Linked DNA regions of Mus musculus: region 2 is linked to region 1. Evidence: chromatin contacts called from public Hi-C data. All regions are on one chromosome and are shown on one strand. Each heading gives the region's core, a stretch centred on a gene start, on an enhancer-like site or on the middle of the called end of the contact. The rest is flanking DNA. Distances are from core to core; before and after follow the strand shown. Region 1 overlaps Slc22a23 (solute carrier family 22, member 23). Region 2 overlaps Gm40908 (a long non-coding RNA gene).

Region 1 (5,349 bases), core at 746-3,245:
GATACACAAGGCCCGCAAAGTTCTCCTTTTGACTTGAGTTAGGATTAGCGTGGAAGATGTTAGTGTTAACTTGGGTGTATTTTAGTGTCACAGAAAGTGCATAAATTCCAAAAATAGAGTTTGTTTCTTTGCCTCTTCTGTATGCTAATTCCGTCAAAAAGACTGATTTTGTAACATTGTCAAAAAACATCTTTGGTTCGTTGGTAATGAGATCGTTAGGGCACTCAAGTGAATATAAATGTTAATGTTTATATGTGAATTAGTTATCCCTTGCAATATTCATTCTCATGTTGTTGCTGCTTTATTTTTAGTACAAGGGAGTTAACACAGGGTCTAATGCGTTCTCCCCTGTCCCCTTAGCCCTGGGGGGCCCTCGTAGCCATTCTTTCCTCTTATGATATGAAACAGATCTCTATAGAACATTCTTATATTTGTTACCATTCCAACTCTGGCAGCTATTACAGGATAGCTTCATGGGATGCTGTATTTCAGAATGTCATCCCTATTTGTCCACACAGATTCCTTTCAGTTTTAACTTTCTATCTATATATTTCCAAAATGTGTTGAACTTGAGTTTGGCAAACTGCCCACACTGTAGAGTCAGAATCACTGTGTTGGCTTACAGCTCAGTATTCCTTCTCTCCCTGACTCTCTGCTTTCATTCCAACCTTTCCCCTTCCCTTGTTCCCCCTCTCCTCCCTCCATCCCTCCCTCCCCCCTCTCTCTTCTCTGCCACCCTCTTCTCTCTCTCTACCCCTCCCCCTCCTCAGGCATTTATATCCATCCTGTTATAAGGTCCTAGATCCTGGGGACGTGTCTGAACATTTTTTTAATTTATTTATTATGCTTCACAAGTGAAGCTGCGGGAACTTTTGAAGTATCCACTAAGAACGGGGAGGCCGGTGGTGTCCTCATCAGTAACCCGAGCCCACCCCCGCGGCAGGACTCCAGTTTGAATTGCACAAGTTTCCACTTAAGTACATACTGCCCAGGGTTAGGCTTTCAGCGAGTGCTCAAGCTGATCCAAGTGAGGGTAGAATTAGTAAGAGAGTTTCAGTATGGGGGATGTGCATGGAAAGATGGCAGGACTCCCATGCCCACACATGTATTGACCTTTTTCTTTTAACCAGTACCCTCCCTCTACACTTCTCCTGTCCCTCCTCACCCACCACCAACACCTGCACACCCTTGGAACATAATATATGGTATTCTTTAGTTCTATGGTGATCTACTGCCTAAGCTAGGAGCTTGATTCTTGACAACGAGACACACACTAAGCTTTCTGGGGGACATTTGATGTTCTTTCAACTTACAGATTTCGGTTAAAAAGGTGGTGCTTTTCCTCAACCTAGGACGGTCTAAACTAGCTTTGTCAAGCAAAAACAGCATTTGGGGGAGCAGGGTTAATGTCTTCAATGTAGAAGAAGTACATTTTAGAATTGCTGCTTTGTACTAGACTCAACATCAGAGAATAGCATTTCTCTCAGAGGCAAGCCAGGGATAGGAGTGGGTCCCTAGAGAGCTAATTAAAGGCATTGGGTTTGCACAGGGCTGAAAACAAGGCTGGTGGGCAGGCAGACTGGCAGAGAGGCCAGCTGAGCCAAGCTGTCCTGTAAGGCAGGTTCTGCCTGAGCTATGGCTGAGAGCCGAGACCTCGGTCCATTTCCTGCTTCTGCTCACCTCTAACATGTGAAGAGGTTGAGATGTCCCTGTGGCTGGACAGATGTTATCTTAACTGGAGTGAGGGTGCAGACCTTCTGAGTAGCAGTGTAATGGCCTGCAGATAGTGGGGGAGGATAACACAGCTATGGCATCCAGGGTGTGAATCAGGGAAGGGACCCTATTGTTTGGGAAATTATCGTGGTGGCAGCAATGGATTACCCCCAGAAGAAAAGTTTTTGAGATACATCTCAGGTCTTCTAAGAGTGATCACTGACAGGAGGCTGAGGCTTGATGGACTTTTGGCCATGTTGACTTCAGAACTCAGTGTCACCTGACGGGTATCCACTCAGTAAGCACAAAGGGTTGGAGGTTAGCTGAGCATCAAGCACAAAGTCTCCAGGACTGTTGGTCAGCCCCAGTAAATGCTAAAGGAGGAGGTAAAGGCACAGATGGATTACTCACAAGTGTCTTAGGTATGTGCTATTGCTGCTGGTTTCCAGGGAAACGGATTCCACAATGATGCTACTCAGCCTGTCAGACACCTGGGACTCCTGGTGCATGTCCTGTTCCATGGAGAAGCCACTCACAGAGACCATGTAACACCGACATCCTCAGGAGGAGCCACAGTGTCTTGTTGCCGTTGTGGCTGATAGGCAGTGGTGGGGACACATCTGTCCAGGAGTGTCTGTTATCTGGAAGAGGCAGTCTCTCCATTTAGGGGTGTTATTATGTCCTTGTCTGGGTGGATGTGCTGGCTTCACTGAATTTTACTTAGTTCTCAACAGTCTCTGTTTTTCCAGCACTGTTCTCCACTGTGTGTCTTTCTACAGCTTTTCCTCATCCTAGGACCTTAGTTTTACTCTCTGGGTACCATGTAGCCACATCGGAGGTGACAATATTAACGCCACAATAGATACCATTAGAGTTCTCATTTCTGTTGCTCACCCATACTAGACGGGATGAGAAAGAGTCTGTGACCCCTGATCACTTCCTCAGACACAGCAAGGAAAAAACACCCAGGACAGGTGGTCAGAGCCCAGAGGAAGCTGACCCAATCCTATATCATCCCCTTGTCAACCCCCATGGTTTTACCTGCGCCTCTCCTCCATCTACAATGTCTTTCTTCCTCCATTCAGTATCTACAGCCAAATTCTACCAGCTCCTCTTTGGGCTAACTCCTCCATCCCTTCTTTACCTATCTTTCCTCATATTCCCTCTCCAGGACAATGAGCAGGCAGGAGAGGAAGTGTAAGGTAAGCAAGGAAGGTGCTGGTGATGGCTGTAGCTATAGGCAGAAAAGAAGGCTGGAAGAGATCATCCTGAAATCATCACCTTGTTCTTCATTGAGCCTGGGCCTGACTGACCAAGGCCCCATGATAGACAGATGAGTCGCTCCACTCAGTGCAGTGTAGGGGAAGGATGAGAAGCCAGGGTCTCCAGTCTTTGCCCTGATTCTCTATTAGCAGGTACTCCTCTCAAATGATGGTGCAATAAATGGATATTCTGAAGCTAGCGTTAGTATTTACTGGTGTGAACTCACTGATAACACTTGTTTAATAAAATCTGCAGCAACTTAATACCCCAAAGAAATGTGTATTCTCAAGGACATGTGTATGCTGATAACATATTCAGAGACGAAATACAGAGGATGTTTCCCAATCCCTGCTGCAAATGGAGCTGAAGTACACAGAACACTAAATGAATTTATTTCTGCTATTAAAATTCCTAGTGTGCCATATACTTAAAATATAAATTCAAGTAAATACAACAGACATGTGATTTCCTCTATGGGGAGGATTTTAATAAGAATAGAGACAGTCAAATGGTGTTTGTATCTATATCCCTTCTCTCTACCCCCATTAAACCAGAAATTGGTCTTTGCCAATAGTAACCTAGTATATGTATAGAAAGCAAGATAATTAGCTGGAAGAAAGCCAGTTGTAGAATTGCTTATACAGTCATATTTAGTACCACTCTTGTGTATTCAATATGGATTTACACATTGTAGGTTCTACATTCTCTCCCGAGAGAGAGAAAGAGAGAGAGAGAGAGAGAGAGAGAGAGAGAGAGAACAAAGCAGTAAATTACATCTGCTGAAAATAGATTGTGCCATTTCTCCCCAGAACTGAAATCTCTGCCCACAGTGATTGCCTGGGCACTAGCCTACTGGCCTGTATTGATTCTGGCAATAAGCTCACTATAGTACACTGCCAGCCTAGTAAGTGAATGGCCTAGCTGGAGGCCTAGCTGTGCTGCAGAATATATTAAAAAGCAATTAGCTTCCTGAGGGTCAGTAGATGATATTCCATTTCAAAACACAGAATGAGCTCAGATATAATCAGGAGACTTCATCACACTCAACGGCAGTTTTATGAGCAATATTTTGACAGGGGGTGTTTTGTTTTGAAGCGAGGACTACCAAAAATGGATAAACCAGCTATCAACTGATTGGTTTGTCTCTGGAGCTTAAAGTTTTTCTTCTTGATTTCTTTTTCTTGCTTTTTTATTTGTTTGCCCTCTTTTTATTTTCACTCAAAAGTGTCACTTCTTATGGCTATGTGATGATTGATGTCCTTTTGTGCACATGTGTGTGTGTAATACAATGTGTTTAATTTTTTTCCAGACATCATTATTCCGTCATTGCCATTGTCTGTTCCATTCCTTTACGATCGTGAAAGCACCTACCTGAGAGAAATGGCTCTTAAAACACCACAGCTGCACTCCTAACTCAAACCTGAATCGAATAGAGTCCTAATAAGATAAATCTGGACCTTGTCCGTGCTTTTACTTGTTTTAGCCTCAGACCTAGCACTGCGATCACCGCTGTGCTGGCTTACCTGTGTCCTTTGAGAGTCACATAGATGACCCGTGCTTCTCAGCTCAGTGCTGCCACCCATTTGATCTTTTCATCTCCCCTTGTGGTGATTTGAATGAACATGTCTCTCCTAAGCTGTTCACAGTCGGTGGCTCCACGTTAGGGAGGCTTAGGAGGTATGGACTCTAACCATCTAGAACCGGAAGCCCAAATGAGCTCTCTTCTATGAGTTGCCTTAGTCATGGTCTTTTATCACAGCAATAAGTGTGACTAATACAACCCTCTTGGGCCATCCCCTTCATCATGGCTGCCTTCCTCACTGTTTTCCCATTTCATATACTGCTTTATCTTTTCCTTTGATGGTCATTGGGTTTGATGCCACTAACTTCAGCAAGGTATATTCTTTATTCCATCCAACCTGTTTCTGATCCCCTCAGCTCATCATGTTCACCACTGACTCCAATACTCCAATTACTGCCACACGGAATGCCAATATACTCTTGTGACCCCTGGAATGTCCCTTTGAGGGCCCCCACAATGTTCCCTAGAGCTTGTCATCATCTAGATCATGGTGACCTTGGTCTTGACTACTTCTTACTCAGTCATCATCTGACCACTTACCATGTGCAAAGACTTGTGCCCTGGAGCAGACCCAAGGATGTACCAGGCTTACACCTAATCACACAAACTAGAGTTTTGCACAGGTACTAAAAGTTAGCTAAGAAAAACCATTCACAGGAAAAGGTCATCTTTAGCACATTTATTGTGTTGGTCCTGTCATGTGGAATGCCTACTTGCCTTTCTGGCTATGGAGGCAACACCTTAATAGGTCAGGATGTTAATATTGCTCTGAGTATTTAGTTAAAATTTGA
Region 2 (5,349 bases), core at 962-3,461, 190 kb before region 1:
GAATGGGACAGCGGTGCGTAAGACTTGGTAAGGGTATTGGAAGGAAGGAAAGAGCATAGACACAAGGAGATCACCTGAGTGGAGGGTAAGGTCCAGCCCACTAGAACTCAGTTGCAACAGTGGTTGACAATAATTAACTTGAGTATTTCAAAACAACCGGCAGCCAGAGATGTGACTGAATGTGTAAGGGAGGTTCATGGCTAAGACTGATGATCAGAGTTCCAACCAAGGGTGGAGAGAGAGAGAGAGAGAGAGAGAAAGAGAGAGAGAGACAGAGACAGAGACAGGGACAAAGAGACAGAGAGACAGACAGAGACAGAGAGACAGAGAGACAGACAGAGACAGACAGAGGGGGAAAGATGGAGAGACAAGGAGAGATAGAGATGACTTTAATCACTTGTCCACTGACATTTTTTACTGTGCATTTTGTGAATGTGATAGAGATGGGAAGCTCTAGTGTATGTGTGGAGGTCAGAGGGTAAAGTGTAGGAGTCAGTTCTCTCCTTCCTCCCTGTGGGTCCTGGTGATCCACCTCAAGTCCTCGGGCTCCAGGCAGACACCTTTACCTGCTGGACTGTCTCACAGGATTTTGAGTGCTCCCAACACAAAGAAATAATGAAATGTCTGCAGTTGGAACAGTTATCTAAAACCCCATCTGTCTCATGTTCCCAATCATCTCCCAGCAAGCTGGGGAGTATGGCTGCCCTGTGTCCTGTGTCCTGCTCCCAAGTAGCTGTCAAGGGTTTTGATGGAACCTTTTAGAGCAGAGAGAAACATAGAGAAAACTCGTGTCTTTGTAATTTGCTCTCTCTCTCTCTCTCTCTCTCTCTCTCTCTCTCTCTCTCTCTCTCTCTCTCTCCCTCTCTCTCTCTCTCCTGTCTGCCAGAAAATCCTCTTTGCTTTCATGGCCAGAGGGCAGGGATCGAAAGAAAGACACCCAAGGCCTTGTTGCTGATGCTCCTTAAACCTTCTGCAATTGTTCTCCACCCAGGCTATTAGGGAGGTTGGATGCATGTGACTGAAGCTCCCAGCAACCTCATGAGTGGTCTGTTCTGTGGTCAAGGAGGTTACAAAAACATCACATCATGAATGCAGGGTTGTGACAAGGACTGCTTCCAAAGCTCCTGCTATCTCTGCTTTATCTAGACACAGGGAGGAGGGCTCTACCTTGAGAACAAGCAAATTCTTCCAGAAGGCATTACTCTGTGAGTGGCAGTCTTTTTCAGGCAGCTGGTAGACTTTCTGTGGCCCAGAACGGATCTTTGTGTTCTGAATTCTGGGGTGACCAGCTTCAACTCTTGGTCACAGACAGTGGGGGCCTCCCTGCCAGGCTGGCTGCTTATGCAGTTATTTAAAACAGAGCAGCTGCAATAGAGTCACCACTTGGAAACTGTCCAAATTCAGACCTAGCAGGTCAGAAACTCCAGCAAGTCCTGCAGGGGATTCTCATGCACACTAATGGCTGGGGAAACATACTGACATAGTCTGGCAACTAGAACAAAAACTGAGCTTGGAGGGTCGGGTACCTCCCACTCTACACTGTGCTGACTTCCTGATTACTAGCATTTGTGGATGGAGGGCTAGCCAGGGCAGGCCAAAGTCCCCAGGGAATGGTCAACACAGAGTATTGGACAAACACCAATGCTGCAGACTTGAGATGGGTCAAGGTAAGCCATGTGATAGAGATCAAAGGGCAATGACCCCTTGGGGACTGTGAGTAGAGCTGCAGAGCAACCTGAGCCACCTGTGGCTTGGGCAGGACACAGTGTCTCTGACACTGTTGGTCCTCAGCCAGGACAGATAGAAAAATGCCAGAATTTCATGGCAGACAAGCATGCCTGCATCTTTCTGTGTTTTCCTCATCTGGAAATGGAAAAGTCTCGCTGTGCCCTGTCCACTGCAGTGGTTTGTGGGAAGTAAGGGCAGAGGAGTGAAAGCTGCCAGAATTCCTCAAGTTGGAATAGCAGGTTGACAGCAGGGAGGCCATTTCAGCAGACATCTGTGTGCAGGGTAGTGGCGTCCATGACAGTTGCCATGCGATGAAACATACAGAGCCAAGAATGGCATGCTAGGACTGTGTTTGTTGCATAGCACGGTGCAGAGAGAACTGGCTGACTCAGCAAATACTGCATCTTAGGCTACAAGACACTGTCTGAAACAACATGACACTGACCAGACTGTTCTGGCACAGACCAGAGGAGCAAAGGACAAGGACAATCTAGAAGGCAGTGCCCAGTGGGAGTTGTTATAGCTCCACGACCTCGTGTGTGACAGGGTGACCCATTAGAGTGATAGCAACAAGATTCAGGTACAAGAAGGGAGTAGTTTAGGCTTCTCAAAATTCACATTCTCCTGCCTCAGCTCAAGAGAAAATAACAGAACAATCTAACAGGGCCTAGTGCTCCTCTTTCTCTCAGAATCCCCTGCGTTAAATTGGCTCCTATTCCTCAAGAATTCAGCTCAAGATGGGTGGGGGGATCAAAAGCCTAACGGTCAGATTCCAGGTTAGCCTAGCTTCAGCTATCAGTTTCCCTCATTCTTCCTGGTAATCAAGGCACTCATATGCCCTGTGTGACTGACAGAACTTAGGTCAAATGAGCATCCCTTTGGTAGCTCACTTACTTGCTCTTTGCATACCTGGTGTGTATTGTACTGGATATTGCGGGGGTGGGGGGCACTGATGAGCTAAACAGACACATTCTCACCCTTGGGGATGGGAGTCGTCAGCAGAGGCACATAGATGTCAATCACACAGGTCAGTCCATCTTCCTAAGAATGCTGTTGCTTGGTGTTACCTCCATGACAGATCTTACTTCCAGAGCCCATCAGATTTAAATTGATTGCCTTCCACCCATTATTGTGTGACCGTGGGAGTTCCTTCCAAATCCATTTTCTTTCTTTCTTTCTTTCTTTCTTTCTTTCTTTCTTTCTTTCTTTCTTTCTTTCTTTCTTTCTTTCTTTCTTTCTGGTTTTTTTTTTTTTTTGGTCCCCTGTAAAATGCAGTTGTACATATAATACTTGACTTCACAGATCATGAGGAATTAACACCCTGTGCTGGACTGCGGGAACCCTCACATTCAGCACATTGCTGTGTTCTAGGCACTGTTGTAAGCTCTTTAGGTATACTTCCCGCTTGATTCTCATGGCAGCATAGTGGTAAAGGGACTCAAACCCTTTCAGCCTCGTAGATGAGGAAACTGGGGTGTGGTCAGATAGCATGAATGGACACGGCTGTCTGTTCTGCTCTCTGCGCCTATGCACTGATCACAACCCTCCTGTGCCACTCCCATTGTGACTCCCAGGACTCTGATTCTGTTTATCTTACAGAATCAGAGAGCTCTTCAGAATGGCTCCAGAATCCTGCCGGCTGGCCACAGACTGATTCACTCCCCTCAGGTAGCCAGCAGCCCAGATATCACTGGACTTTCAGGAATGTGCTCTCCCACTGTGGAGATAAGCTCCCTGAGGACAGGTGACCTTTGTTAAGCAACCATGGCACTTATTTCCTACATACTGTCACAGAAGTGGCTCTGGTCTCCTGATCCAGAGGCAGCAGCCACTTCTTGGCAGCCTCAGGGAATTAATTGTTTTAGTTCTGAGCAACAACCACAGGAGGTTAGGAGGTCAGGAAGAAGCACCTTTTAGAAGACTATTTTCGGCTAACATCCTCTTAACAATGAGTACATACCATATGTGTTCTTTTGTGACTTTTACCTCACTCAGGATGATATTTTCTAGTTCCATCCATTTGCCTAAGAATTTTATGAATTCATTGTTTTTAATAGCTGAGTCGTATACCATTGTGTAAATGTACCACATTTTATGTATTCATTCCTCTGTTGAAGGACATCTGGGTTCTTTCCAGCTTCTGGCTACTATAAATAAGGTTGCTATGAACATAGTGGAGTGTGTGTCCTTGTTATATGTTGGAGCACCTTTTGGGTATATGCCCTGGAGTGGTATACTTGTGTCCTCAGGTAATACTATGTCCAATTTTCTGAGGAACTGCCGAACTGATTTCCAGAGTGGTTGTAACAGCTTGCAATCCCACCAACCTTTCTCCACATCCTCACCAGCATCTGCTGTCACCTGCGTTTTTGGTATTAGCCATTCTGACTGGTGTGAGGTGGAATCTCAGGGTTGTTTTGATTTGCATTTCCTATGACTAAGGATGGTGAACATTTCTTTAGGTGCTTTTCAGCCATTTGGTATTCCTCAGTTGAGAATCCTTTGTTTAGCTCTGTACCTCATTTTTAATAGGGTTATTTGGTTCTCTGGAGTCTAACTTCTTGAGTTCTTTGTATATATTCGATATTGGCCTTCTATCAGATGTAGGGTTGGTAAAGATCTTTTCCAAAACTATTGGTTGCCATTTTGTCCTATTGACAGTGTCTTTTGCCTTATAAAAGCTTTGCAATTTTATGAGGTCCCATTTGTCGATTCTTGATCTGAGAGCACAAACCATTGGTATTCTGTTTAGGAAATTTTCCCCTGTGCCCATGTGTTCGAGGCTCTTCCCCACTTTCACTTCTATTAGTTTCAGTGTATCAGGATTCATGTGGAGGTCCTTGATCTACTTGGACTGGAGCTTTGTGCAAGGAGATAAGAATGGATCAATTTGCATTCTTCTATATGCTGACCACCAGTTGAAGGAACACTATTTCTTGAAAATGCTATCTTTTTTTCCACTAGATGGTTTTAGCTCCTTTGTCAAAGATCAAGGGAGCATAGGTGTGTGGATTCATTTCTGGGTCTTCAGTTCTATTCCGTTTACCTACCTGCCTGTGTCTGTTCCAATACCATGCAGTTTTTATCACAACTGCTCTGTAGTACAGCTTGAGGTCAAGGGATGGTGATTCCCCCAGCAGTTCTTTTATTGTTGAGAATAGTTTTTGCTATCCTGGGTTTTTTGTTATTCCAGATCACGTGACGCTCAAGGAGAAGGAAGATCAAAGTGTGAGTGCTTTGGTTCTTCTTAGAAGGAGGAACAAAATACTCATGGGAGGAAATTTGGAGACAAAGTGTGGAGCAGAGACTGAAGGAAAGGCCATCCAGAGACTACCCCACCTGGGGCTCCATCCCATGTACAGATATCAAACTCAGACACATTGTGGATGCCAAGAAGTGCTTGCTGACAGGAGCCTGATATAGCTGTCTCCTGAGAGGCTCTTCAGAGCCTGGCAAATACAGAGGTGGATGCTTGCAGCCAACCATTGGACTGAGCATGAGGTCTCCAATGGAGGAGTTAGAGAAAGGACTGAAGGAGCTGAAGGGATTTGCAACCCATAGGAAGAACAACAATATCAACCAACCAGACCCCCGCCCCCAGAGTTCCCAGGAACTAAGCCA

The links. Hi-C and Micro-C count contacts between places; a contact is called where the count stands out from the background.
Region 2: a Hi-C map of liver shows a contact between it and region 1, with 2.7 times the contacts expected there. The contact joins two enhancer-like sites. A contact is called at or near these places in 6 of 484 Hi-C or Micro-C datasets (B cells and liver), 5 of 115 datasets of contacts at active chromatin or transcription factors (embryonic stem cells, hepatocytes, kidney and 2 more) and 1 of 9 other capture datasets (embryonic stem cells).

What each region holds. Positions count from the first base shown.
Region 1 is chr13:34,268,082-34,273,430 of GRCm38.p6, reverse strand. All of the region lies in intron 3 of Slc22a23 (solute carrier family 22, member 23), which reads left to right. Among named protein-coding and RNA genes, the nearest start is that of Gm52037, 73 kb to the right of the region's middle. Within about 2 kb of position 1,995, at least 34 of the 459 cell types and tissues checked have an H3K27ac peak or open chromatin away from gene starts, as enhancers often do. A contact at or near this core is called in hepatocytes and liver, where this site is marked.
Region 2 is chr13:34,459,168-34,464,516 of GRCm38.p6, reverse strand. Gm40908 (a long non-coding RNA gene) reads left to right here. Exons shown (of 3, transcript XR_873224.1): 3 at 4,922-4,960. Among named protein-coding and RNA genes, the nearest start is that of Gm40908, 20 kb to the left of the region's middle. Within about 2 kb of position 2,211, at least 58 of the 459 cell types and tissues checked have an H3K27ac peak or open chromatin away from gene starts, as enhancers often do. A contact at or near this core is called in hepatocytes and liver, where this site is marked.